Linked DNA regions of Zea mays: region 2 is linked to region 1. The links are chromatin contacts, called in public Hi-C maps. All regions are on one chromosome and are shown on one strand. Each heading gives the region's core, a stretch centred on a gene start, on an enhancer-like site or on the middle of the called end of the contact. The rest is flanking DNA. Distances are from core to core; before and after follow the strand shown.

Evidence for each region. A called contact is a pair of places that touch in the nucleus more often than the background predicts.
Region 2: a Hi-C map of leaf shows a contact between it and region 1, with 8 times the contacts expected there. The contact joins the promoter of LOC100383420 here to the promoter of LOC100284928 in region 1. A contact is called at or near these places in 7 of 25 Hi-C or Micro-C datasets (ear, endosperm, leaf and 2 more).

What each region holds. Positions count from the first base shown.
Region 1 is chr6:52,423,040-52,426,381 of Zm-B73-REFERENCE-NAM-5.0, forward strand. LOC100284928 reads right to left here and starts at 1,922. Exons shown (of 7, transcript NM_001157823.1): 1 at 1,647-1,922; 2 at 1,412-1,563. The coding sequence starts at 1,715.
Region 2 is chr6:52,588,084-52,591,701 of Zm-B73-REFERENCE-NAM-5.0, forward strand. It overlaps LOC100383420 (Protein MEI2-like 1), which reads left to right and starts at 1,423. Exons shown (of 16, transcript NM_001176072.1): 1 at 1,423-1,536; 2 at 1,635-1,730; 3 at 2,660-2,895; 4 at 2,984-3,032. The coding sequence starts at 2,785. LOC103629300 (a long non-coding RNA gene) reads right to left here and starts at 1,843. Exons shown (of 3, transcript XR_004850149.1): 1 at 1,103-1,843; 2 at 1-46.

The DNA.
Region 1 (3,342 bases), core at 672-3,171:
AAGTCCAATGCGCGGAGGGTGTCCGCCTTATCTTATGGGGTCAAAAAATTCAGATTCGGAATAATAAGATAAGCCAAGATGTAAAAGGCTTGCCTTCTAAGTATCTGGTTTTGGGTCAAGTAGACTCGGTCTTTGAGCACCCGTCATGCTGCAGCTCGAGGACGAGCTGCTTGTCCAGGAGGGGTGTAGTGTCAGGACCTAAGGAGGCCCACGGAGGGGCTGCGACAGCAACACCCATGGGTATAGTTAGATATAAGATTAGAAGATTAGTTGGGATTATTTAGGAGATTAGAAGGTCATCGATTAGTTTGTTACGAGTTTTTAGGAGAGTTTTAAGGAGATAAAGATCTCTAGCTAGACAGGGACGACCAGCCAGCCTATTTATGTAATCAATAGATGAGAAATAAAGTAGGCAAGAATTAGAAGGGAGAAACCCTCCTCTTGCTCGACAGTGGGCAGAGGCCCCCGGCCGACGTTCCTGTCCATCGATACCCCTCTTCAATCCATCACCGATCTAGCGACCATAACAGCTCCACTCCCTGATTCTTCAACTTTGTTTCTTGTTTCTCTGATAGAGTGATTCTAGTGGATTCCTAGGAGGGAGCAGGGCTGTGAGCTGACAAAAAGTGATTCCCCCCCCCCCCACCCTGATCCCCACCTGAATATAATAAGGACCAGAGTGAATTAGGTTTTTTAGCTCCCAGCTTCTAGTGTAAATGGAGAAGTGATTCTCTCCCAATCCCCACCTAAATCAGTTGGTATTTTGAGTGTTTGGCTGACTAGAAGTGATTCTCTTCGGAGAAACTGAAGCTGGAGCTCTTCCAAACGGCCCCTAAAATTTCTTTTTTTTTCTGGAAAACTAAAAGAATGTACTAAGGAAGTGGTAATAAAAGCAATCTCATTTTCCCCTTGCCTAGGTCTTGGAGAAACTATTACTATACTCAACTCCCTCGAGTCATGATGCAATCGACATGTTGTTTGCAAAATTGACATGGACACACATCAGAAAATCAATTTATACATATTTATCTATACTGGTGTTGACAGTATATATTATTATATACAGAAATAGCCAAATAGGAATAGGATAGTTAAAATGTCTGTATCAAGTAAGACAACAGTTGTATGTTTATGGAATGCATTGATTGATTCAGCACAATCCCAAGCAGTTAGCTAAAGATGAGTAGATGCAATCATGCAAATAAGCATTGAAGGTAGGCTGGCTCTCATGTATGGACATGGTAAAGTAGACATCTTTGTAATTATCTGAAGCAGGAGTGTAATCAAAAAGTAAAGTAATAAATTGGTAATGTACTAGTCGAGGAGAGATGTACTGCATGTATGTGAATGAAGAGAGCAAGGGCTAGGGGGGTGGGGGTGCAGAGAGCAGGAAGGGACGGTGGTGGCTCACATCCTGCGCTGCTTGAGGACCCTCATGGCTCGTGCCTTGACGGCCTCCTGAGCGGGGCCTGGGCGCGTCTTCTTGATCTGCTCCTTGTAGCGCGCGAGCTCGGCGTCGAGCTTCTTGATCTTTTCATCGACGGTGTCGCCGCGCTTGGTGATCTGCAGGGAGGAATCGATTTGATTGAATCTGCAAGGATTGATATGTAATGAAAGAAGGAAGGAACTTGGTTGATGATACGTACTCTGTCGGTTGCGTCCTGGATTGTGGGCGGCGGATCCTTGTTCTTCTTGGCGCCGAAGATCTTCTTCATGTTGCCGGCAAGCGGGCGGCCTTGCTGGTTGTGTAATACTATGAAGGATTCGGATGAGATGAGATCCCCAATCTAATCTGGTAGAGAGAGATGACAGGCGACTCGGAGTTGGGATCGAAGAAAGTAGCCTAGGACTAGGAAGAAGAGGAACGCGCAAGAGAAGAGACCAAGAGAGGGGAAATTTCCGTGAAAGTTAAAAAGTCTCCTCGTCTTGACTCGGCCAGGCCACACACAAATGGAGTCACGGACTCCGACCGCACGACCCCACCCAAGCCGAAACCCAAACCCAAGTGGCCCAAGCCCAATGGCCCAAGTAGCAGCGCCTGGGTCGAATATACAGTGGTCTCTACTCTTTCGACTCATCTCTTTATATTTTTTTAATGCGGAATTTTTTTTCTGGTTTCTATGTTTTTCATTTAAAAATAAATTAATTCTCATGAAATTCCTATATAATTATTTTAAAAATATTCTATTTTAAAGGATGTCTTAGTTCCTTCCTTGCCCCTAGTAGAGTTCATTTTTCTTAACCAAAATTAACAATGAATCAAATATTGTACCTTAGTGGTGTTTTCACATGATAATAGGAATCTAATTAGACAATTTGATCATCTAGTACTATTATGCATTGAAATTATATGTACATATAAACCAAACCTTAGTGATACACGTGAGAGTAAGCAAAAATATTGAAAGTCGCATAGAGGGGGGGTGAATAGGCAAATCTGAAATTTATAAATTTTAAGCACAACTACAAACCGGGGTTAGCGTTAGAAATATAATCGAGTCCGAAAGAGAGGGCGAAAAACAAATCACAAGCAAATAAGGCGGATGACACGGTGATTTGTTCTACCGAGGTTCGGTTTTTGCAAACCTACTCCCCGTTGAGGTGGTCACAAAGACCGGGTCTCTTTCAACCCTTTCTCTCTCTCAAACGGTCACTTAGACCGAGTGAGCTTCCTTCCTTGGTTTCTCGGGTCACTTAGACCTCGCAAGGACCACCACACAATTGGTGTCTCTTGCTTTGCTTACAAGGCTTTGAGAGTAAGAATGAGAGAAAGAAGAAAGTCAACCAAGCAACAAGAACAACAGAAGAACACAAGTCGATCTTCTCAAAAGTCCTAAAAACTAGAGTTGAATTGTGTACTTTGATTCGATCGGTGGCTTTGATTTGTGTCTTGGAGTGTCGTGTATTGCTCTTGTATTGAATGAGGAGTAGTGAATGCTTGGGTGCCTTGAAGAGTGGTGGTTGGGGAGTATTTATAGCCCCAACCACCAAAATGGCCGTTGGGGAACTCTGCTGTCGACGGGCGCACCGGACAGTCCGGTGCGCCAGCCACGTCACCCAACCGTTAGGGTTCGACCGTTGGAGCTTCTGACATGTGGGCCACCGGACAGTCCGGTGGTGCACCGGACAGGTCCTATTCACTGTCCGGTGCGCCATCTGGCGCCTGCTCTGACTCTGCGCGCGCAGTCGACACTGTTCACTGTTCACTTTTGCAGTCGACCGTTGGCGCTGATAGCCGTTGCTCCGCTGGCACACCGGACAGTCCGGTGAATTATAGCGGAGGGCGATTCCAGAAACCCGAAGGTGGCAAGTTCAGAGCGATTCTCCCTGGTGCACCGGACA
Region 2 (3,618 bases), core at 173-2,672, 160 kb after region 1:
AGATCTCTGGCACCGACCCGCCACGTCACCGACCACGGGGAGCGTCCTGGCCATGTCAACAAGATCTAGACGTCAGAGCAATTGGTGCCAACACGTGTAAAGTCGACGCCAATTGCGACGACGCCAACCTGAGGATTCATTTACTAAATTCAAACTAGAAAGGACATATTTGTGAAAAAACCTAACAAGGGTCAAAATAGAAAGAAACCAGACCAAACTACATGTTAGGAGTATCATAATCACAGAATTCTCAATCTCCGTGAGACTAAACACAACATTAGAGTATGTACATTCTCATTTAATATGAGATTCCTATAAGTTAATTGAAAAAAATAAGAGATAGACTTTTCACGAAGAATTCGTCTTTACACGATTCTCCATATATATTTTCTTAAGGGCTCGTTTGTTTCGTTGGAATTGAATTTCATTTTAATAATTATAATTTAGACAAATCTAATTAAGTTTATATATTTATATATGTAATATATTTATATATTATCTTAAATCATATGAGAGAGATGATTATATACTACATTTATGTTATAGAGGTGCAAGTAGAAGAATGTGCTATAAGTTGTACATCGAAAAAATAGCATGTAAATCTATAGAATCGATTTCCATCTCTCACCCCATGAATTTGAGTTAAGCTTATATGATAACTTTGGAAAGTGGTGGAATGTCATATTCTAAAAAAATAGTTTATTTCATTAGTAAGATTCAAATTCTTCGAAATGAAAGGAAACAAACGGGACCTAATTGTATTTATGATCTAGAAGCTTAGAGTTAGATAATGCTGTTTTTATATTTGAAAAACCAATCCAATTGTTCAGGGATGAAAATGTTCCGTCCAGGGGTTAGTTGCAACCGCGGGACAGCGACAGCAGCAACACGATTGCTTGCTTTGTTTTAGCGATTTTTTTTTCTGTGGCGTTCCAATTCCATCGAAGACAGAGACGGAGGCGTTTCTTGTTGTGGCTCCCCTCTCCTTTCCTCGTGTTCCTCGCGGCAGGAACAGGAACACAAGGACCTCCAGTCCAAGGAGATTAGAGGAAGGCGAGAGCATTATTCTCATATCATTTGTAAAATAAATAAATGTACTTACTTCGACCACGTTGGTTCATCTTCATTGTTGTTATCATCATCATCCTCTGTTCCTGTGATGGACTGCATTCTCTCTCTCTCTCGTCTGCACCCATCCCGCCATCATTATTGTTCCCCACCCAACCAAAACAGCACAAAAACAACGGGAGGAGAGGAGAGGGAGGCAGCAGCTGCCTGAACCAGCCATTTCTCTCTCTTGTCTAGTACTTCCTGCCACTGCTAGTAGCACAGTACTACCTCTCTCTCTCATCAGTCAAATCAATCAGAGTCGGAATCGAGTTGTGTAGTTGGAAACGAAAAAGAAACAACAAGACAAGCATCTGCTGCCTCGTCTCCTCGGGCTCCGGCCGGCGACCCGCCCTCGCCCGTCGCCCCCGCCGAGGAAGCATCGCATCGTACAGCAGCAGTACATGCGACCTAGAGAGAGAGAAAGAGGTGCGGCAATGGCATACTCAACTCTTTTTACATGCATCTGCCTGTGACTGTCTGTTCTTCCCCTGCTTGCTCTCTTTCTCTAAAAAAACTCTCATCAGTCTCAGATAGTCCAGAGGAAGCAAGGAAGGAGTACGTCGTCGACGTCGATCTATTCCTCCTCCTCCTCCTCCTCCGATCCGTGAATCCAAAGTCCAGTAAGCAACTCCACTTAACTTGCTGTATGCGTAACGGCGGGCGTGTTGGCTGGCGTTGCGTGCGGCGGCAAGCCATCTGCGCCATCTGTTGCTTCCCCAACCCCATCCCCCCCAAGCGAAGCTGAAGGCGGCGGAAGGTGATTTGGACCGGAAACGTGGTCGGAATTGGAATCGCGTACGCGTGCTGCCTAGCTTATCCTTCCGCGCACTCCCGTTTCCATTTCCATCTTCCAGCATTCCCTCGCCTCCGCATCCTCTCTCGCTTCTCCAACACCGCACTCCACTCCAATGGAGCCCCTCCAATCCATCCCCTCCACTTGCCGTCTCAAGCAATAATGCCTTCTCCACTTCTAATCCCCTTCTTTCCCTCCCGTCTCTTCTCTACTTCTCTTCTCCGAGAGGGCAGGGGCAGGGCGTGCTTGCCGCTGCGACACGATCACCAAGCAAGCGCTAGATAGAGGACCCAGCCTGCCTCGCTCTGCCATTACCACTGCTTACAAATCGCTCTGCCATACTGCAGGCACAGCCGCCCGCTGATTAATCTTGGGGGGCTACCGGTCCACCATACCTCATAAGCCAATAGCAAGCAAAGCATTCAAGAACCGGATTTCCCTTGTTGTTTCGGTCAGTTCCGATTTCCCCCTTTCCTCCTCCTCCTCCTCCTCCTCCTCCCTCTAACCTGTCTCCATTTGCCTGCTCCGCATCCTTGCCTCTCTTGATCGAAACCATTTATGAACTACTTACTTGCCTTCTTTAAAAGCATAAGTAAATAAATAGATAGATACCGTGAATCCTTTCCATGGCCACGATCAAGAAAACCTGTCTTCGTCGCCTGCTGTCTATTCGTCAATGACGATCGGATAACTACCTGCAGTGAATGAACCAACGAGACTTTCTCCTCATGCATCCTTTCGATGTTTCTTAAGCAGGAAGCAGTTAATGGTCGAGAGGGGCCACAACCTCCAGCCGTTGCAGTTCTTGCGTTGAGTTGGATTGGGTTGCCAAGCCCCGCCAAATAAAACAAAAGGGCTTCCTGTAATCCTGCGCTGCACCGATGGTGATAGCGTCGGGAGCCGTTGACAGGGGCCACCTGTCCCCGATTGCTCCCCTGTCAGAGTCGCCGTCGTCCTCATCATTCTTCTCCCAGGATCTCGTCCCCACTGAGGTTAGCAAGCTTGTTTCTTCTTTTCTTTTCTTTTCCCTTCTCTTGTCAGATTAATCAGGCAAAAATCAGTCGTGCCTTTCTTACACAGAGGCAAGTTGGATTCTGGAAATCGTCAGAGTCAATGGTCGATCACAAAGGTGCGCAACATGCTTCATTTCTTTAGGGAAAAAAAAGAACTTGCGGCTGCTGTTTCATATGATTGTTTCTTCTTGCATGATGCAAACTGTCAGTTAGGCCTTTCTTTCTTTCTTTTCACCCCCTCTCTCATTCCCTCGTGTATTGACACCCTTGCAGAATGTATGGACCTTTCTATACTTGCTGTTGCCTGTTGGTAGTTAGTGGGGTTATTGTACCTTCAATAAATAAATTATCCTAAAATGATACATGCCTAACTTGCCTTAGTCCAACTCGTCCTCCAGATACCAACTGATAACCTCGTGATTCATGTTTACAAATTGTGCAGGGATGGGGAGATATCCTGTCCTGATTTTCCTTTGCACCTTATTATTAACAACTAACTGGCCAAAACCAGAAAATTAGTTCACTCTTTCTCTTGCCAGGACTGCTACATACATGCCACTTAGGTTTCCTAATCCATTGGCGTCCAACTTTTAAGTAAGCATTTTGGATGCAGTTGGGCACGGAATGAGCCTGGCCATCCCTTATTCCTTGAATGTTTATACAGCCTCTGCTCAAGACCATTAGGTAGGAATTAGTTGGATG